Linked DNA regions of Mus musculus: region 1 is linked to region 2. Evidence: chromatin contacts called from public ChIA-PET data. All regions are on one chromosome and are shown on one strand. The core of a region is the stretch at or near the end of the contact, and the rest is flanking DNA. Distances in the headings are between cores, read along the strand shown.

Region 1 (5,193 bases), core at 2,611-5,110, 550 kb before region 2:
GATGGACTGAGGGCAAGAAGGGCTGGAGACAGTTGGCTCTTCCACCCCTTGTCCCAGGGTATTTGACTCCCCCAGACCCCAGATTTTTTTAATACAAAACACAAAACCTCTCCTCACTCTGAATGATACCTAGGGGCCCAGGACACCATGGGAAGGGCCATTTGAGCAACGTCAGCATTTTCCCTACACAGAGACCCCTGACCTTTCAGCTTCAGTTCTGAAGTCCTCCCAAGCCCTGTTCACACCCTCCCACTCAGAGCCTAGTCATCAAACCGGATCTCAGTCACCTTCATCTTCTCCCTATGTGGGAACCATTGGTTAGCAACTTCAGGAGGGTACCTAGCACGTGGGAGATTCCCTACCAGACCTCTGCATCCAGTAAATTCTGGGGGGGGGGGGGGAGGGTTAGCAGGAAAAGAACTGTTGAGACTCTCTCGCCTTTATCAGTAAAGGTTACCAGGAATGCAAAGTGCAAGGAGGTAGACTCCATATACCCAGGGGCTCTTGGTTACAGTCCTGGGATGGTGCTCCTGCCTTCATAGCTGGTCTGGTGGAACTTGCAGCACATGAGGATCAAGCAGGGTCAGCCAAACAGGACAAAACAATAAAGAAGGAGGGGGCTGGGTGCTGGCTCAGGCCTTTAGCCCCAGCAGGGGAGGCAGAGGCAAGCATATCTGTGAGTTCAGTTCGAGGCCAGCCCCTGATCTGCAAAGTGAGTTCCAGGATAACCAGAGCTGAAGAGAAAAACCCTGCCTCAGACAGACAGACAGACAGACAGACAGACAGACAGACAGGAGGGCCACCAGGCTAAGGAGGAGAGACCCTAAAATCCTGACACTGACTTTGGAATAGTCTTTCCCTTTTCTTTCCTTTTTTTATGCCATTTCACTCTTATTTTATTTTATTTTATTTTATTTTATTTTTGAGGCAGGGTTTCTCTGTGTAAATCTGGCTGCCCAGGAACTCTCTCTGTAGGTCAGGCTAGGCTCAAATTCAGGGCTCCTCCTGCTGGAGTGGCCCACCATACCCAGCTTTTGTTTTGTTTGAAACAAAGTCTCTGAGGCTCTGGCCTGGAATTCACTATGTGGATCAGATTGGTGAAGGTTTTCCAACCTCTGCTAACAGGTTCTGGTGCTAGGGTTGCTGGTGGATGTCATTATGCCCAACTCTTTCTCTTTTGAGAGACAGGGTCTCACTATGTACAATCCAGGCTGTCCATAAACTCACAGTATCTCTTGCCACAGCTTGCCAGATACTGACAGGACAGGTATCCATGACCTCACAGGGCTGGAGCCAGCTCCTTAAAGTTAAGAGGGTAAGCTGCCCCCTGTGCCTTCTACTCTGAACAGAAATGTCAAGGTAAAGGCCTTGAATCCAGGCTCTTTAAAGAGCCGTCGTTCTAGAATTTTTTTGGAGGCAAGGGGCAATGGGGAACACACCAGGAAGTACTGTAGAGTAGAGGCAGTTGAGGTTGAAAGGTGAGAAGGGAGGAGAGCAAGCCAGAGAGGCCTGGCCTGAGAGAGAGCAGACAGCACTCACATCTTCCTTATGTTTTTCTCTCTCTTTTCCACCTGCTCCCCAAAGCCTTCTCCTTCAGGGCAGGATGAATTCCACCACACGGAATCCTAAACACTGTAAGATCACAGCAAGATGGGTTCCAGTAGTCTTGAGGAACTCACCCTGGCAGATGGCTGGCAACCGTCTTCCATGTGGAAGACATCTATCTCTCCCACAGTGAAAATACACATCTGGTGACTGGACCCACCCAAGAAGGCCCAGGGCTGCTTCTGGCCATACAGTGGACTGTGGACTTACCTCAGAGTTCTGCACTGAGGGCCTTTGCCTATCCCCTCCACAGGAGACCAGTTTTCTTTAATTGCTGTGTGCTTAATTTCTCTCAACTGCAGCAAACTCGGCTATTTATGACTTCTCGAGTTAGATCTTCAGTAATTGGGTCTTCCTTGAAAAGGAACCCATCTGCTCTGTGCCCCGAGTTACTTTTCATTATTTACATTGAGGTAACACAGGGGTGGTATGTGGGATGATGTGTCGTTTATAGAATGGAGGTGAGGGGTGACAGGCACCATCTCACATCACATGTCAGAACTAGAATAAGGGGACAGTTTGTGAAGGGCCTTGTGTTAAGAGTGATGTGGAAACCGGGCGGTGGTGGCGCATGCCTTTAATCCCAGCACTCAGGAGGCAGAGGCAGGCAGATTTCTGAGTTCAAGGCCAGCCTGGTCTACAGAGTGAGTTCCAGGACAGCCAGGGCTACACAGAGAAACCCTGTCTCAAAAAACCAAAAAAAAAAAAAAAAAAAAGTCATGTGGATTTCTGGTCTACCTAGGGGAACAAAATGGCGGGGAGTCATGTGACATATGGATGTCCTGTTTGTCAGTTGGATGTTGGTATCAAACACTGTCCATATGCGTCCCTGCTGCAGGGCATCATACAGGAGGAGGCATGGATGCAAATGGACAGCTTGTAGCCTAATAGGGATCTACCAGTGAACCCTCCCTGCCAGCTGTGGCACTCCAGGTTTTACCCACTAAACCATATACTTAGGATCAGTCTACCAACAGTCCACATGGTCCCAGGTCCCAGTGGCTTTGGGCTTCAGACCCTTCCTTCTTTGTAGGTCAAAGGTTCATTTCCTGTGCATGCTGTTGCCTTCCTTCACAGTCTAACTGTGATTCACAGGGCTAGAGAACTGGCCCCAGGATTCAGAGCATATCGTCTCTGTGACTCTAGCTCCAGGCCAGAGACTCTGCTCATACTTATACACAAGTTAAAGAAGAAAAAGACAAAGAAAAAGCCGGTGGTAGTGGTGCACACCTTTAGTCCCAGTACTCAGGAGGCAGGAGGATCTCTGTGAGTTTGAGGCCAGTCTGGGCTACAGAGTATGTTCCAGGATAGCCAGAACTACACAGAAACCCTATCTTGAAAAAAAAAAAAAATCTAATTGTGGCTTAAATGTCAGGGTACAAACTTTAGGGCTTACATTTCCAGCTAGGATATGACTCCCTGTGAAAACATGCAATATTAGTCATCTTTGATGGTTCAGAGTCTAGCACTGTGCCATTCATTCATTCATTCATTCAGGCAGCAAATATCCACTGAGATCCTTTTGGTCTTGGGCATCACTCCAGTGTTAGAATGCCACTGAACATGACCTCTGCCCATCTTAGAGCTGATAATCTAATGAGGAAGAGGCAGATGACAACAGTAAATAAGTAATCATGGGTTAGCAGCAAATACCACCAAGGAAAATGAAAGTGAGTTAGGGGGTGGGGCTATGAGAAGGAGGGGGGTGGTCTGTAGGTTCTTATACAGGGAGCTAGGTAGGTAGGCTCTACTGAGCAGAAAACTTCAAAAATACTGGGGTGATAGTAGCACACACTTTCAATGCCAGCACTTGGGAGGAAGAGGCAGGCAGACCTCTGATTTTGAGGCCAGCCTGGTCTACAGAGCAAGTTCTAGGATAGGACAGTCAGGGCTAAGCAGAGAAAACACTGTCAAAAAGAAAGAAAGAGAGAGAGAGAGAGAGAGAGAGAGAGAGAGAGAGAGAGAGAGAGAGAGGAAGAGAGAAAGAAAGAAGGAAGGAAAGAGAAAAAGAATGAAAGGAAGGAAGAAAGAAAACTTCAAGAATGTATGCATGTGAGGGTCAAATCCGGAGCTATTTGAAGCAATAGCAAGCAGGGCGGGCGGGAGAAATGAGCTCGCAGCTTTCCGGCAGAAGTTCATTTCAGGAAGAGTCAGGGGGTGAATGTGGTTGGAAAGAGTGAGGGAGGAACAGGGTAGTGAACGATGAGGTCATCCAGACAGTGAGGGAACTTGAGGCCACTGTAAGAGTTTTGCTTCTGCTCCGGAGATACTTGCTCAATGAATAAGGGCAGGAGAACCAAGTTCCTAACCTAAGCAGTGGTAGCCCTCAGCTTCTACGCAGGCGGCGCTTAATCATGTCCCAAAGGAGAGATAAAACAGAGAGGCACAAAGGAGAGAGACGTTCACTCTTGGAGCAGGTGTGGGAGTTCTAGCGGAGGGCAAGGAGGAGAGCTCATTTAGAATGTAGGGTCCGGGCTGGTGAGATGGCTCAGTGGGTAAGAGCACCCGACTGCTCTTCTGAAGGTCAGGAGTTCAAATCCCAGCAACCACATGGTGGCTCACAACCATCCGTAAGGAGATCTGACTCTTCTGGAGTGTCTGAAGACAGCTACAGTGTAGTTACATATAATAAATAGAATGTAGGGTCCATGTGGTGATCCAGTGGCTATATAGAGACTCTGTTTGAAAAGAGAAGGAGGAAGAGGAAGAGGAAGGGAAAAGGAAGAGGAAGAGAAAAGGAAGAAGGGGGGTGAAGGAAGAGGAGGAGGAGGGGGAGGAGGAGGATTTGTTTTGAGCTTGAGAGCCCTAGAAACCTGGAAAGCAGGTTTCAGGCAGGGGACTGCCTTTTTGCACAATAGCTCTGACCTCCACAGGGAGGAGGGGCCAGAAGCAGGAGAGAATGTGGGGAGAGATAAGGAATACAAGCCACTGTGGATATGGGGGCTTAGAAAGGACCAGGGTCAAGGGTGGGAGCCTAGTTCAGGCTTCTCTTCCTGGTTTGTCAACCCTGTGCCCAGAGTCAGCAGAAAAATCTCAGCTCTAGGGAGGAGGCAGCACAGAACCCCAGGCTGCTGAGGGAGCAGGGCAGGCAGCAAGATGCCATTGTGTGCCTGCAATCAAGAGGCTTCAGAGGAAATCAAAAGCGCCAACTGGATGTGTGCGCACTGTCTTACACTCGCTCTCAAATACACTCACACATTTGAGTGCGTACAAACGCGCGCGCACACACACACACACACACACACACACACGCACTTCTGCCTCTAAATGGGTCAAGTGGAGGCTGTGGTGTGGGTTAGCCAGGGAAGGCTAGGACGTGGGGTGGGGGTGGGAAGAGCAGCCTGGGCCCTGGTACCCGCTCACTCTCCTGGCACAGGAGATGGCGGCAGCTGCAGAGTGGAGTGGGATGTGAGGATAAATATACACCTCCCATGCATATGGATAATGCCCACAGCTGCCCTGCCTGCGCAGTGTTCATTAGGACCAACTGTTTCAGGAGCAGTTCAGGCAGGCGGGAGGGTGCATGCCCATTCACGGGCTCAGGGCAGGGGGGCTGCCTGCAGCTGTGCAGGCCCCGCCTCCTGCCTG
Region 2 (5,012 bases), core at 1,573-4,072:
TCCACTGTAAGAGTCACTAGTGTTCTTAACCACTGAGCCATTTCTCTAGGCCCCCAAACCCATATTAGAGAACAGTTCATATTGGCTAAGAGTGGCAGCTTAGGGGCTGGTGAGATGGCTCAGTGGGTAAGAGCACCTGACTGTTCTTCCGAAGGTCCAGAGTTCAAATCCCAGCAACCACATGGTGGCTCACAACCATCTGTAACAAGATCTGACGCCCTCTTCTGGAGTGTGTGAAGACAGCTACAGTGTACTTACATATAATAAATAAGTAAATCTTTTAACAAAAAAAAAAAAAAAAAAAAAAAAGAGTGGCAGCTTATAGCTGTAATAGTTCTAAGCGCTAGTGAGGTGAGGTAGGAAGATGGTGAATCACAGACCAGTTTAGGCTACACAGTGAGAGTCTGCCAAAGAAAGAAAAGAAAAGAAAAGAAAAGAAAAGAAAAGAAAAGAGAAGAAAGACCCTACAAAACTAAACACCCAAACTATTTGTTCATAAAGTTACATCAGGGTAGTGTTGCTGCCTTGGCAACACTAACATTCTGGATTGAATAATTTTAGGCTATGAAAAGAAACAGCTTGTTTTTTGAGGAAATATTGTCCTGTTCATTTTAGTAAGTCTAACAGCATTTCTGAATTTTAGACGCCAAAAGCATCCTTGAGAAATATTGCACACACTATCAAATATCTACAGAGAATAAAATCCTCTAGTTGGGTTTCAGGAAAAATAGCAACAAAGAATAGAATCAAAATACTATGAAAAATACAACAGTTGAAGAAAATAAACTAAATAAATGTAGCGGTATAGCTGTAGGCTAAAAATGTATTATTGTACTGAAAAAAAAAAAACAGGTAGAGAGGGAAAAGGATGGTAGAGGAACTCTCTGCCAACTGACCTCGAAGACAAAACTGTACACTGGCACTTTCCTACAAGGGGGAGCAGGACAAAGAAGAAACATTTGTAAACATGCTTACTAAGTATGAAGAACTACAGAAAAAAAAATGTCAGAATGAGGACTGCAGAGATGGCTCAGAGGTTAGGAGCATTGGCTGCTGTTGCAGAGGTCCCGAGTTCAATCTCCAGCAACCACATGATGGCTCACAACCATCTATAATGAGGTCTGGTGCCCCCTTCTGGTGTGCAGGCATACATGCAGGCAGAACATTGTATACATGATAAATAAATCTTAAAAAAAAAATGTCAGAATGAAACAGTAACCTGTGAAATGAAAGGAAATCAGAAGGGCAAGAGCTGGAGAGAAGGAGTGGGCGCCCTTCAAAGACCCAGACTGACGCAGAATCTGAATGATTAAGGACCCTGGGAGCAGGGAGCAGAAAGGAAGAAGACAGAAACAAGATAACAAAAGGGTCTCCTAGGCACCCAGTGACTTTATTTCTTCTGGTGAAACAGGAAACACTGTACTTGAAGTCATTAGCCTCAGCTAAAGCACAACGTGGACGCTGGACTCTCAGAGACCCGCGTAGAGAGGACAAAGGTGGCCATACTTCCCCAAGTCAGACACCTTCTTCCCATCTCCTTCCAAGTAAGGGCTGCTGTTGTAGCCCAGCAGCAGAACACTGCCTAGGATTCAAGAGGCAGGGTGAGGTTCACTTCCTAGTACTGCCCCAAACAACAACAAAATAGTAACAATGGGTAATTAATACACAGTAGAAACATTTTAGTCATAAAAACGTCTATATAAAAACTTTTTAGCTGGACCCCTACACTTGGAAGGTGAAGGCAGGAGGACCAGAAATTCAAGGTCCCCCTTAACTTCACAGCAGGTTCAAGGCCAGCCTGCGTGCATAAGACCCTGCCTTAATCTTTTCTTTAAAAAGGAAAAAAAATTTTTTCCTTAGGACAGAAATGGTTTATTTGGTAACAAGGAATGAGAAGAAATTAACTTTTTTTTCTCTTTAACTTTATAGTTGATTTTGTTGTTGGTTTTGGTTTTGTTGTTCTTGTTCTTGTTGGAGACAAGGTCTCCGGAGACAGTGTAGCCCTGACTGATCTAGAACTTGCTGAGGCGATCCTGTGACCTCTATCTTCGGCTTAAATTTATTTTTAGAAACTACATCCAGCTTAAAGGCTTTTTTAAAAAAAATAAACGATATAACATATACTGTAAAGTTCACAAAGCTAGATTTTTACAGGAATAAAAAGTGAAAAAGAGCCGGGCGTGGTGGCGCACGCCTTTAATCGCAGCACTCAGCGGATTTCTGAGTTCGAGGCCAGCCTGGTCTACAAAGTGAGTTCCAGAACAGCCAGGGCTCTATAGAGAAACCCTGTCTCGAAAAAACAAACCAAACCAAAAAAAAAAAAAAAAAAAGAAAGAAAGAAAAACTGAAAAAGTAACCACTGCTCAGCCCACAGCATCAGAGAGCCTTTCCAGTAACTAGGAGGCCTCTTTCTGATAAATGCTATGTGCTTTTGAATTAAATACCTGGGCGTGAATCGTTTTCTTCGCGTGTGATTTTAGCATGGTATTTAACCTCTTTGGATTCTGGTTAAGCCGTCTGTAAAGACTCCAGGGATTAGCACCTTTAAACTTGTTGAATTAAAAGAGCTCGTATAATATAAAACGGCTATCTCATCGCCTGAATGCAATAAACGGTAATTAGCAGGCAAATGCAATAGAGACTGACGGTAAGCAACTCCCACTTCCTGCCTGCCTTTCGCTCGGTTTTGAAAGTAGCTCTTTCTCGTGCCTTTTCTCCTCGCTAGCTCCTCCCACTGCCGTAAATGGCCTGCCCCGGCTGTCGTGAAACGCCCTACCCCCGCCCTCCATGTGGCGAAAACGCAGTCACGCTTGACGGCGCGAGGTGGCTCAGCCGCAAGATGGCGGCGCTGGCGGAGGAGCAGACGGAGGTGGCGGTCAAGCTAGAGCCTGAGGGACCGCCGACGCTGCTACCTCCGCAGGCTGGCGACGGCGCAGGCGAGGGGAGCGGCGGCACTCCCAACAACGGCCCCAACGGCGGCGGCGGCGGGAATGTGGCAGTGGCAGCGGCGGCCGGCGGGGACGGCGGGACCCCCAAGCCTGGGGTGGCTGTCTCCGCCGCTGCCCCGGCGGGGGCGGCCCCGGTGCCCGCCGCTCCGGCGGAGGCCGGCGCTCCCCACGACCGACAGACCCTCCTGGCCGTGCTGCAATTCCTCCGGCAGAGCAACCTCCGCGAGGCCGAAGAGGCGCTGCGCCGGGAGGCCCGGCTGCTGGAGGAGGCGGTGGCGGGCTCCGGAGCTCCGGGAGAGTTGGACGGGGCCGGCGCGGAGGCGGCCAGCGCGCTTCTCAGCCGGGTCACCGCTTCAGTTCCCGGCTCTGCGGCCCCCGAGCCTCCGGGGACGGGCGCCTCGGTGACCTCGGTGTTCTCGGGTTCAGCCTCAGGTCCTGCGGCTCCGGGAAAGGGTGAGTCTCGGGCTCCCGGGCTGAGGAGCGCCGGCTGGAAGGGGAGCTAGCCGGGAAGGCGAGGGCTGGCGGGCCTGCACCTCTGCGGGCTTGTTTTGAATTTCCTGGGCCCGCCTCTAGGGCCACACGCCCGCCCCTTTCGCTCCTGCGCCGGCTGCGCAGTCAAACCCTCTTCTGAGCTGTCAGTTCCAGCCAGAGGCTGAGCAGCAGGGCTGTGGAGTCGAGGGAGGCGCCAGGGACCGGGGATTGACAGAAGAGGGGAACCTTAGGGGTTTCGGGGTTTCTGCTCTTACTTAGACTTAGGAACCTAGGATTGGGTTCGCGTGAACACGAGTATCGTACTGTCACATTCCCATACTACTATTGTACAGCAGGTACTTTCCGTGTCTTGATTTTTCACAACTGTATAGTTCTCATCTCTCCTTTTGAGACGAGACAACGGACTTTTTGAGCAAAGCCGGAAGGGCTTGCTTTGGATAACACCTCCAGAGTGGAGGTTGTAAGTGTTTCTTAGAATGTGGGCTGAGAACCGCTGGTGTTAAGTGTTTTAGAGGATTTCTGAGCATCACTTAAGGCTTATTAAACTCTGTAAGGGCAGAGTCTGGGAATCTGCCTTGCAGAGCTTTTGAAAACTCTTAAGTCTACGGGCAGGAGTGGGGCAGACCTTTTTGTCTCTGTTGCTTTTTCTTGTGTGATGTCAGTTAAAGGTTTTTTTTTGGGGGGGTTATTTTATTTTATTTTGCCTTTTTACTAAGTAAGTTATTACGAGTCTAAGATGTAATGAGTAATGTGCCTAGTTCTGAAAGTTTAGTTCCTGACTCCAGTTACTGACAACCCATGTCCACGTTTCTCCCAGAAACTTGTCACAAATCCATATCGTAAAACACTTTCGGATGAAGACGCTTGCTGCCATGTATGATCCCCTGAGTTGGGTCCTCAGAACCGACACGGTGGAAGGAGAGTCCCAGCTACCTGAAACTTGTCTTTAATATACACCAAACTTAAAAATTTTAAACTCGGGGCTGGAGAGATGGCTCAGTGGTTAAGAGCACCGACTGCTCTTCCGAAGGTCCTGAGTTCAAATCCCAGCAACCACATGGTGGCTCACAACCATCTGTAATGAGATCTGATTCCCTCTTCTGGTGTCTGAAGACAGCTATGGAGTACTTATGTATAATAATAAATAAATCTTTAAAAAAATTAAACTCAGGAGATCAGTAACTATTGAATTAAGTTATCCAGGTTAGTGGTTCTAGACATGTTAATCTGTTTCAGTGAGAGCATTGCCAGACAGGGAGTTTGAACACATGACACTGTGATCCATAAATAGAACTGTGTCTTGTTTATAATGCCAGCACTTGGGATGCTGAGGCAGGAAGGAGAATTACTGTGAGAAAGCCATCCCCAGCTAAATATAGTAATGGGGGAAGGGGGTGATAAGTAAAAATATGTGGAAAATGTAACTGAGGAGGGTCTTTTCTATATGCTAAATTTTGTGACTGTATAGTAACAATTTATATTATTATACTATTTTTCTAATATCTCTCATCTGTCAAGAAACTTGACTTATTCTTTTAGATCATACTCAAGAAACCAAGGAGAAAAAGAGAC

Evidence for each region. ChIA-PET counts read pairs in DNA pulled down with a chosen protein or histone mark.
Region 1: a contact with region 2 is called in an RNA polymerase II ChIA-PET map of memory CD8 T cells, with 8 read pairs. The contact joins the enhancer-like site here to the promoter of Taf5 in region 2. A contact is called at or near these places in 1 of 39 promoter capture datasets (hippocampal neurons), 4 of 115 datasets of contacts at active chromatin or transcription factors (bone marrow-derived macrophages, effector CD8 T cells, memory CD8 T cells and 1 more) and 2 of 9 other capture datasets (adipose tissue and embryonic stem cells).

Annotation. Positions count from the first base shown.
Region 1 is chr19:46,518,826-46,524,018 of GRCm38.p6, forward strand. No RefSeq gene overlaps it. Among named protein-coding and RNA genes, the nearest start is that of Trim8, 20 kb to the left of the region's middle. Within about 2 kb of position 3,861, at least 206 of the 459 cell types and tissues checked have an H3K27ac peak or open chromatin away from gene starts, as enhancers often do. A contact at or near this core is called in adipose tissue, bone marrow-derived macrophages, memory CD8 T cells and 1 more, where this site is marked.
Region 2 is chr19:47,064,926-47,069,937 of GRCm38.p6, forward strand. Taf5 (TATA-box binding protein associated factor 5) reads left to right here and starts at 2,823. Exons shown (of 11, transcript NM_177342.3): 1 at 2,823-3,401. The coding sequence starts at 2,840.